Regions from separate parts of the Sander lucioperca genome. Here region 2 is linked to region 1. The links are chromatin contacts, called in public Hi-C maps. All regions are on one chromosome and are shown on one strand. The core of a region is the stretch at or near the end of the contact, and the rest is flanking DNA. Distances in the headings are between cores, read along the strand shown. Region 1 holds the start of dnajc16 (dnaJ homolog subfamily C member 16). Region 2 holds the start of c12h1orf174 (UPF0688 protein C1orf174 homolog).

Region 1 (5,550 bases), core at 158-2,657:
TATCAATATGGCAGACATATTATGCATGTGTAACAGGCTTTTTATCACAGCTTACATACACATACTAGAGCTGCAAAGATTATTTTCATTGTCGATTAATCTGTTGATTATTTTCTCAATTAATGGATTGGTTGTTTGGTCTATAAAATGTCAGAATATTGTGAAAAATGTCGATCAACTCAAAGATATTTAGTTTGCTGTCTTAGAGGAGTGAAAAACTTGAAAATATTCACATTTAAGAAGCTGGAAATTAGATAACTTTTACTTGTTTTCATAAAAACCTACCCTAACCGATTAATCAGTATGAAAATAGTCGGCGATTCATTTAATAGTTGACAACTAATCGATTAATCAATTAATCTTTGCAGCTTCAACACATACCACATGATATGCACCAGCTGCACAATGTATTGATAACTTCTATTTGGAAAAATGACTAACCTCATAAGATTTGGTAATCTTGATAAACATGTCCTCGGCACCTGGATTTTTGTTTTTGTCAGGATGCCTTGAGATATAAGATGTGTATTAGTAAAGAACTGAATGAGGTTCATAAAAGCAGGTCAGTGTTCTTTGAAAAGATTTACCATTCTTTTGCAAGACGCTTATAGACCTTCTTGATCTCAGCCTGGCTTGCACTCCTGGTTACTCCTAAGATTTTGTATGGATCCATCTCAGGCCCAGCATGGGTTGCCCCTGTCAGCAGCACTGAGAGGACCACCACTACAGCCAGTGGCACAGACATCTTTGACCCTGCCATCACAGTAACCTTTAACACATAAAAAGAAGTGTCACCATCACGATTATAAAGTGGGTTAATTCTGAGGACCTGAAATCATGACACAGCTTTTAGCTGACTTGCAAATCTGAAACAGCCTTCCCTCCATACTGACGATAGCATAACGTTATGATGAAATATGAAGAAGACAACCGGGTAACGTTAGCTAAATGAAAATGACATTATAAGCATGCTAACTACATAAGCTAGGCAAGCTAGGTAATACATGTCAGCTAGCTACCTCATAAAGCAACAGGCATTACAATAATACACCTGCTGACATGTCACTAGGCTGTGACATAAACGTTATTCTTCGAGGATACATCTTTTTTTTTTTTTTTTCCCATTAGGGTTAGTTGCGTTGATACATATAGGCTATAGCTATCTCAACGCAACAGCTCCATTCACCTCAAGCAGATGCAGTCAGCCGGTACTACGCCACATATTTGGTGAAGGTTTTAATGTTCTTCAGCTGCTGGTTAACACCATAGACTGCATAAAATAGGTTAACACTGATGTGAAAAGATAGCGAAATGCACAGGGTGTGTTCAGCAGCATCCCACAGCTCCTACAGGGTGAGCTCACAACCTGCTGCTGCGAAGCAGGAGTGGAGGGGGAGGCGCCCAGTGTCGAAATTCATTTTGGGAGATTGAGTATTTAGCTAGTGAGATCCTATGCTTCGTTTGTGTGTGTGTTTGGTTTATCACTAGTCGTGACGCGATTTTTAGTGTGAATGTATTGTGGTAAACAGGCCGTGTGGCAGCGGCGCGCGGTAAATATAATCAAGCGCACCCCGTTTTTTCTCAGTGGACCAATCACATACAACGGTGATGTAAACAAGGAAATGTCTAATGCAAGAGAAATGAAACCAATGAAACACTTCTAGTACAGGAACAAGGTATTTCCCTTTCACGAACGAGTGGGATTACCGTGCACCTTTTAGGATACCAACTGTCTCTGTAAGCTTTTATGATAATTCTCCCTACCCTCACGTAGGTCGTTATTAGTGAATGAAGAATGGAGGAAAGCCACAAGAAGATTCTTCAGCGCAATAGGACCAATCTTGTGAGAGATTTGGACCCATCAAACCTCTATGATGGACTTCTTGAAAAAGGAGTTTTTACCCAAGACATGATCGATGAGATAAAGGTAAGACAGCTGTGTAACGTTAAGTTACGGCATCAAGTTTCAGGTTAATTATTACATTAGTGCATGTTGCATTTAAGGTAACGTTAGTGCTGATACACACCTGTAACCGTGTCTCCTGTCAGAGCTCTGGGACCAGACGTGACCAGGCCAGACAGTTAGTCCGGGACTTGGAGACCCGTGGAAGTCGGGCCTTTCCATTATTTCTGGAGTGCCTTCAGGAGACAGGTCAGCACCGTTTGGCAGAGCTTCTTCAGGATGGAGCTCCAGCAGTTCAGATACAGCCTGCAACACCCACTCAGGTTGTCCGCCCTGTTGTTCAGCCTCTCCCAGTTTGTAAGTGTGTGATATGATATGATTAACTAGTATAACTGTCTTGGGGGGAAAAAAAGTTGTTTCTTAATTAAAAAAATCTTACAATAATTTGTAACTCTGGTCTTATAATAGTATAACACTTTGGTGGCTCATATGTGCTCTTTGTTTCTTTAATAGCCCCTCCTATGGATGTTGATAAGCAAAGAAAAGATGATGTTCCTGTCTACCCAATACAGAGACCCAGTACTACTCCCAGTCCATGTAAGCTATGTGATTTTTTTACATGCTGGTAACAGACTGGGAAGTTTCCTGATGCTTAACACATATTGATGCTTATGTCACAGCACCTGAAAGGGAGTACATAAGACCAAGGCCAACAGGCAGAACTCGACGGGATAGTATTCAGGTAAGCACCATTTATTGATCATCCACTTTATAACCAACAGAAAGACAAAAGATGTTGTAGAAGCAAGCTCAGATTATATATTTACATCATGCCTCTTTCTCTGCTTCCTGTGTGTGTGTGTGTGTGTGTGTGTGTGTGTGTGTGTGTGTGTGTGTGTGTGTGTGTGTGTGTGTGTGTGTATATGCGTGTGTCAGAGCTATAAAATGGATGCCAACCCATGTGGACATTGCCTCATCATAAACAACGTAGAGTTTGAACCTAAGACCGACCTAAGCAATCGCAAAGGGTCCAACATAGACTGTGACAAGCTGGAGAGAAGATTCAAGGCACTCAACTTTATTGTGGAAGTGAAGACAAACCTGAAACAAAAAGTAAGAGTCATTTCTTCTGCTTACGTGTCTGACACCACATGTAAAATTTTTAGCTCGTGGTCGTAAAGCTAACAGCCATTTCTGCATTTCAGCAAATCAAACATGGACTGTCAGCTTTATCTAAGAAAGACCATTCACAATATGACTGCTGTGTGGTTATCATTCTTTCCCATGGGACTGAGGTAAGCCATGTCCTGTGTTTGTCATGTTTCTCTCCGACCTGCTCAAGTTCAGATCCAGATGAATTGTAATGTATTCTTATATTTAACTTCAACTTCAACTTTATTTTGTCCCCGGTGGACCAAAATAAAGTTGATGTTGTTGATTGATGATGTTGAAGCTTTGTAGGTGGAATTCTTTCCCATTCTTGCTTGATGTACGACTCAAGTTGCTCAACAGTCCGGGGTCTCCGTTGTTATAATACTATTAACTACTATAAACACTATTTATGTTTTTAGGTGAATCACAACCGCTTCCCTGGTGCCGTTTATGGTGTGGACGGACAGCATGTCCCAGTTCAGCACATCACAAACTACCTCAATGGCCAGCATTGTCCATCTTTACAGGGCAAACCCAAACTTTTCTTCATCCAAGCCTGCGGAGGAGGTAGCTAACATTGAACGTACTGGTGAATGACTCAAAGTAATGAAGCCTGTGTAAAAGCCATAATCCATGAATTAAAGTGGCCTTATAGGGAAACATTTGTTCTTATCCTTGAGGTGAAAAAGACACAGGCTTTGAGGTGTCCCCTGACGAGGTTGAACCATCCATCGGTGGAGCAGATGATCAGACGGACGCCATTCCGATGTCATCCAGCAGCGACTCTCTGAGCACGTCCGATGAACTGGACGCCAGAGCCACGCTGCCCACCCCGAGTGACATTCTGGTGTCCTACTCTACTTTTCCCGGTTTGTTTGTGTCTCAATGTGTGTGTGTGTTGCATTCACGCATCTGTGTTTATTTTGAGATAAACTTGACTATGTGCTGTGTATGTCTTCCTAATGCCTAATGTGACCAACACAGGTTATGTTTCTTGGCGAGACACCCAGTCAGGCTCCTGGTACGTCGAGACACTAGACCGTATTCTTGATGAAAACGCTGCTACCGATGACTTGGTCACAATATTGATGATGGTGAGCTTCTCTTAATATACCGGCAGAATTAGCTAGGGCTCTATTACATCTCCTTCACAATTTAGAGTGTTTTTAATTAAACGTAAACACATCTGATTATTGATTGTGCTTATTTCCAGGTTAATAATGAAGTCTCCCAAAACTCTGCAAATGGGCTCTACAAGCAAATGCCTGGTTCCTTTAATTTCCTCCGCAAACGTCTCTACTTTCAAACCCAAGCATAGCGACAAAGTTCAGCTTTACACTTCTCAGTTTCACTTTCAGGGAATGTTCTATTGTTCTATATTCTAATTGTGGCTATTTCATGACTGTAATTTCTTGAGATTATGCGTCAGCAGAGTTGCAAAGTGTATGAATTTGCTAAATTGTGGTTGTACTTTTACAGACACAATCATGTCTTACTTTACATTTTTATTGTTTGTCAGGTCTTGCTGTGTTTTTAATTGTTGGCAACTTTTTGGGTATAGGTGTCATCTTGGGAAAAAACAATTCTGTACTGTGAAAATGTGGTTCAGGTTAGGTTTTATATAATGTTTGTGTCTTATCCACACAGGAGATGTAACGGGAAATTGATATAAACTGATTTCTGACTCTTATTTCAAGTCACTTTATTAATATACAGATTTTTTTTAACAAAATGGAATTTGTGTGCAGTTATTTACTGAAAATGGGGTTTGAGGCATGGGAATATTTCATTGACTAGATATGAGCCACACATGAGAGTTAAATGTGTCCTCTCATTTCTTCGAGGATTATGTTGGTTTTCTTGGTATGCCGGCTCACTTTTACTTATTTCATTTTAAGGGCCTATTTATAATTAGGGGTGGGAATCACCAGAGGCCCTACGATACAATATTATCATGATACAATATTATCACGATACAATATTATTGCAATTTTAAACATATTACAGTATGTTGCAATTTATTACCTTTTTTCCCACTTCAAATATGTCTCCAATAGATAAAAAGATACATTTCTCTGTATGTTCATCTCCCTACAATTGTATTGCTGCAACATGGGATTGACAAAAAACCCAATAGATGTTTTTGTTCTAGTACCAAAAAGTTAAATTCTCATGTGCAATTTATATACCGGTAATTAAAGATCAATACTTGGCGTTTGTGTATCGATACAGTATTGCCATGAAAAATATCATGATACTATGCTGTATTGATTATTAATTAACTGAAAACTTTTAAAACTGAAAGAAAAGTTATTTACTTGCTGACTGTGAGATCTTGAGGCAGGCATAGTCAACTGAGTATAGACAACTGAATGTAAATTTCATATGACTAACTTTTTATACAGCATTTTGGGTGGTGTAAGTTGGACACATTTACATTTTACATTTTCTTAGATCTAGACATGGCTTTGAACCGATTATGTTTTTAGTTCAAC
Region 2 (5,608 bases), core at 2,037-4,536, 170 kb after region 1:
TCCGACATAAGGGGGATATGGCTTGTCGTACAACTCTTTGGGAATGTAATATTTGCTCTGCCGGTTTCGGATGGGGATCGCCTTGGAGATGGTGTCCCCAACAAATAACTCGGCCTCTTTGCGCTCCTCCACTCTGAAGTCGATGAGCTGCAGCAGGTTGTGCGTGTTCACAAACACATCATCATCTCCTTTGAATATGAACTGGACGCCGGAGCAGTAAATGTTGAACCATTTGAGGAAGTTGACCTCTTTCAGGGTCAGGTTAAAGAAAGTGTCCATGAAGTCCCACTGGAGGATGTCCCCATAGATCATGTCCTCGTACTCGATCAGTTTCTGAAGGTTCTTGGTGTCTTTTCCAGTCGCCGGGCTTCCCAAAAGAAATAAAGTTTTGATTTTCTTCCCATCCACCGTGTGCTCCTTGCCCCAGGTTTTACGCACAGCCTCCCGCCTGTCGTGCTGCTCGATAACGGACTTGACCACCATGAGGAGTTGCACCTCTCCATCCGCGCATTTCTCCGGGTGGTTGATGAGCATGGGAAAGTACCTGCAGTGTCTGTGCAGAACAAATTGGTGAAATCTCGGGTCCAAGCGCCCAAACCAGTCCTGGGTCCTCACCGACGCGTCCTCACTGCAGTTGAGAACCTGCGCGTCCCAGGAAGCCGGAGTCCCTTTGGAGACCCGCTGCGCATCCAGTCCGTTGCTAAGAACTGGAGACTCTGAGCTCCCCAAACTATTTTTCACGACTCTCTTCTTAAATGAAAAACACTCGGAGCCGCACCAAACGGCATCCCTCATACGTTTAACCCCCACTCCGTCCTTCTCTGCCAATTTCAGCTTGTGGATCATGAGAAAAGAGGCAAAGACTAGAGACAGGCTCAGCAAGGGTTTCAGCAGACCGACCCGCTTCCTCCGGAAACAGTGATCCATGGCTCTCACTGCGGCGCCCAGAGACCCTGAGATGCTGGACCCTTTGCCTTCATAGTGTTTCACAACTGTGCGCCCGAGTGGAGTCCATCACCACCGTCCCTGCTCATTTGGACACCAGAGGTTGCGTCCTCGGCTACGTGAGAGCGCTGACCCCGGGGCCCCTTTTGCCCATGACGGCGCTCAGTGGAGTCGCACATCGCTTCTTGGTGCAATGAAATGATGCAGGATACCAAACATGTCCTCGGGTTGCTTCTCTGTCCTCTGTCTCGGACTGACTGGAGACCTGTTGCAGGATACTCTCCCCCCCCCCCCCCTTCCCCTAAATATCTCCTCCCCCTAATGATCCAGAACCAGCAGGTTTCAGATTTCTCACATCACACACACCAGGTGTCCACCACGTTGTAGTGCCGAGCGTCAAGCTACACTTTTTCTATTGGTCTATCTATTGCTTTTCATTGAATGACATTATAATAATCAGAAGTAAAATACACATAATTTAAACAATAATCCTAATTTTATTAATTGAGTACACATGACTAGATTCTAGAAGATACAAGGTAGCCTACGACAATAAAATGAAAAAAAATATATGGGGCGCCATAAATATAAAACGAACAGTAGGCTACAGAGCAAAAGCATAATAAATATTGATGCACATTTACAGAAAAAACGTTATACCAAAAGTTTTTAATTTTTAAATACAAGTTAGGGATGGGTCCGAGAATAGTAAATGTGCACTTTTACGTGTGGATTTGGCAATAAATAATAATAAAAAAAAATACTTTGTTTGGCCTACTGCTAGTGATTTAAGTAAGTGGCCAACTGCAACGTAGCTAATTTTTGAAGCTGATTCTCAAATAAGATATAAAGCCTACTTATTTTTTTATTTTTTTTATTAAGAATATTTCTATTGTTCCTAGACGGCACAAACTGTAAGTAGCATAGTATACACAGTATATCACATGACTGTGAGAGGGTGGAATTAAAAAAAGACTCTACCACCCTCTTGTGGACATTTTATGGAATGTTACCTCACCTCACACGACCCCACCCAGTCAAACCAAAGTTTATTCTATTAACAGCTGAATACATGTTGTGTGGCTGATGGTGACAGTTAGTAGTCAGAGAGACTATACGTTCAGATCTGCTGTATATTAACATCAGCAACACATTGCCTAACAGCATTTTAACAGGCTACTCGGTCATAATCAAAACAATTGGAGACTGTGTCCAAGCCATAGACTGTTCATATTTACAGTCAGTGGTCCAAACTGATATACAGAAGGACTTGAGTGCTTCTGTGACTTCCTGTACAGACCAAACGTTGCTTAAAATCATAGACTGTATATAAGAATGGACCAACAGATCCCGTTGCTCTGGATGGAGACCAGTGAAGGCCTTTAGAAGCACTTTTCCGGTGAGCGCTGAGCGTTACTGCGCAGCCTCCAACTGAGAGAAACGACGTAAATGTGACGTGAGCAACGTGTCTGAAAGTTGTAAGTCTTCTGGTAGCTGTGCCAAGAGAAATCTCAATCATTCAGAATCTTGCAGAGAAGGAGAGCGTAGGTATATGCAAGGAGATAACGTGGACACAGGCTAATTATTGCTAACTAAAATGCTAGTTAACATTAGTAATTACACTTAAACAGCTAATGTAAGTCCAAACTGCCTGCGAGCTTCTCCTGTACTATACGGTAATTCCTCTACTATGCGACAGTAAGTCGCGTGGTTATGACACAATCGTTAGCCTATTTTTACAAAAACGTATACTACGGAGCCATAACGTGAGGTACAAGGTAATGGAGCATTTTATACATTGTCGTGTTTCTTTAGAAATAAACAATGGACAAAGAAAGTCTTTAAACGCTTCAGATGTAAAGTTATTCGCTGTCAAAGTGACGCCAAAATGAATGGCAGTCAATGGGATGCTAACGTCGGGTGATCGCTTTGTAGCATCAAAATGGCGCCATAGGAGATTCGAGCTCTGGAGCGAAGCTTACCCCCTTGCTTAAAATGGCTGGAAACTGTCCTACTTGTCACCTCCCCCTGCTGCTACTGCTGCTACCATCCACTTTACAGGCAAAGCGCAGCTCATCTCAAGGAACCTATTATAAGGGGAAACTTTCTCCAAATAATGACTTAGCTAGTATGTCAAAATAATGAGATGGTATCTCACAATAATGAGAAACTTTCTCAAAATAATGAGATACTAGTATATCTAAAAAATAATGAGATAGTATCTTAAAATAATGAGATATGTATCTGCATATGTAACGTTATGTAACGACTTAGTATATTTTGATAGTCGTTATTTTGAGAAGGTTTATCATTATAATGACTAACAGGATCTTTTTTTTTTTTAATCATCACATTGGCGGAAATGGGCTTCCATAATATTGACTCACTGACCTCAGAGTGAACCTCTCTCAGGAAACGGCGGCTCCATCTCCACACTAGCACACTGCAGCACAGGCGGAGACGCCACATATCATCACAAGCATAGTTATTTGTAACCAAAGCCAGTTTATTTAAAGAATATCGGGGTCGCTGAAAAACAAAAGCATTACGCCGGCAAATGATGCACAAGGTAGGTGTTTCGCTAAGCTAGTTGAGTAACAGGCAGCTAGCTAGCTAGTAAATGAACGTTAGTTACAGCTCATAGCTATCATGTTAGCCTTGTAGCTGCTATGTCGAGATAAATTATCGGGCACTTTAGCTAACGTTAGTTTTGGTAAAGTCTTAGCTTTTTACCATAACTGCAGACAACGGTAAAGTCGTTCTTGTGCCACGCGAATTAACGTTAACCTTACGTGACCTAACGTTAACGTTAGTTGTCTTCCGCCGTGATGGTTTATTTACTAACAATGCGCATTGCATATTATTGTCGAAAGCTCAGTTGCATTTCTGGAACAATTGTATTATCCTAAGATTTAGTTACAGTATGAACCGTTTTTTTATTAACTTCAATTGGGCACTGATTTGACACGCATAACGTTACTGGAATAACATTCAGAGTTTACTCGAGGTCTTGAGTCATGGCTGGTGACGTTATAATAATATAAAAAATGTGGGAGGAGTTTGGCCAGCGGAGCATACAGGGTTGTTGATGAACAGCTCAGGGGACTGTACAGAGCCGTGGTGGGTTTCACAAATGTATAAACTTTAAACGTCAAATGGTGCACTTATCTAAATCCAAAATCTGACTCCATTCCCCTCACCACTCAAAATCTGTAGTTTGGTGAAAGGCACAAAGAGTGGAGGCCGTGATAACATCGCAAATGTACTCTTGTGTGCTGTAAAGACCCCACAGATCTTAAGCATTAGAATTCAATTCAATTTTATTTATAGTATCAAATCATAACTGATCAGAATGAATATTTTCATAACCAGTGCTGGACTGAATACAATCCTAGTGATTCAAAATTATAGCACATAAATCGTAGTTTTAGAGGTACTCACGTGAGTGTACATTTCAAAATTTTCAACATATTCTCATAAAAAAAGTTAAAAATAAGATGCAACAATAAATCACTGATTCATTCTAAACCAGCAGGTCTTTCCCACATCTACTTTTTAAAGTGAAAAGTAGATGATGAATTAATATGGCCATTCATGTCTTCTCCTGATTTTGTGTTTTTCTTGGGAGCATTACTTTACAGCATAGGGCTGACTAAAAACCATGAATAACACCATTAACATGCTAAATAAAATTAAAAAAAGACCAATAAATTGAATTTAACCTACTCTTAAAGGGCTGTGTTTTGGAACGTTACTTGGCTTGTGATATCACTAAAGCTAGGGAAGCTTGATGCTTGGTGGGCTTAATAGTCTCCCTGCTTAATGAAACCACCTTTTTTCATTAACTGGTTGCTATAATTGAGTATTACCACATAGAGCTGGGCAATATACCGATATTATATCGATATCGTGATATGAGACTAGATATTGTCTTAGATTTTGGATATCGTAATATCGTGATATGGCATAAGTGTTGTATTTTCCTGGTTTTAAAGGCTGCATTACAGTAAAGTGATGTCATTTTCTGAACTTACCAGACTGTTGTAACTGTTCTATTATTTGCCTTTACCCACTTTGTCATTATATCCACATTACCAATGATTATTTATCAAAAATCACATTGTATAAATATTTTGTGAAAGCACCAATAGTCAACACTACAATATCGTTGTGGTATCGAAATTGAGGTATTTGGTAAAAAATATTGTGATATTTGATTTTCTCTGTATTGCCCAGCCCTATTACCACATGGGATGAAACAAACCACATTATGCTGCTTTGCAGATGCCTGGTCAACTTGACAGCTTGAAGCCCAGAAAGAGGAAGAGCAGCTCCAGAAAGGTGTGTGTTAACCTGTATACAGGAGAACAGCCCGCATAAAGAGCAAGTATTAACAGCTGCTATGTTCTGTTGTTTCTAACTGTATGTCTGAAGTCAAATAATGTATACAAAAAGACCATGTTTGATGCTTTTTCCCCTTAACTGGACAATTATAACTGGCTAGACTTTCACAACTGCATATGAGAACTGTACTGGACACGCACGTTAGGCTCTCTATTCAATGTGATGCGTCCTTGCGGGAGTTAGATGAAGTACCATGGTATAAGACCAAAGGATGTTGATGATCATAGTTAATTGCATAACCCTGGTCTTTTATCTTTCA

What was found. A called contact is a pair of places that touch in the nucleus more often than the background predicts.
Region 2: a contact with region 1 is called in a Hi-C map of liver, with 2.5 times the contacts expected there. The contact joins the promoter of c12h1orf174 here to the promoter of dnajc16 in region 1. A contact is called at or near these places in 2 of 2 Hi-C or Micro-C datasets (liver and muscle).

The regions. Positions count from the first base shown.
Region 1 is chr12:10,823,401-10,828,950 of SLUC_FBN_1.2, forward strand. It overlaps dnajc16 (dnaJ homolog subfamily C member 16), which reads right to left and starts at 1,408. Exons shown (of 15, transcript XM_031286502.2): 1 at 1,187-1,408; 2 at 588-769; 3 at 442-508. The coding sequence starts at 760. casp9 (caspase-9) reads left to right here and starts at 1,544. Exons shown (of 11, transcript XM_031286530.1): 1 at 1,544-1,676; 2 at 1,775-1,927; 3 at 2,050-2,260; 4 at 2,417-2,500; 5 at 2,584-2,645; 6 at 2,834-3,016; 7 at 3,109-3,198; 8 at 3,475-3,622; 9 at 3,736-3,924; 10 at 4,040-4,149; 11 at 4,269-4,741. The coding sequence starts at 1,796. The coding sequence ends at 4,373.
Region 2 is chr12:10,988,503-10,994,110 of SLUC_FBN_1.2, forward strand. It overlaps c12h1orf174 (UPF0688 protein C1orf174 homolog), which reads left to right and starts at 3,287. Exons shown (of 4, transcript XM_031286553.2): 1 at 3,287-3,514; 2 at 5,230-5,286. The coding sequence starts at 3,503. It overlaps b3gnt7l (UDP-GlcNAc:betaGal beta-1,3-N-acetylglucosaminyltransferase 7, like), which reads right to left and starts at 1,220. Exons shown (of 1, transcript XM_031286534.2): 1 at 1-1,220. The coding sequence starts at 927.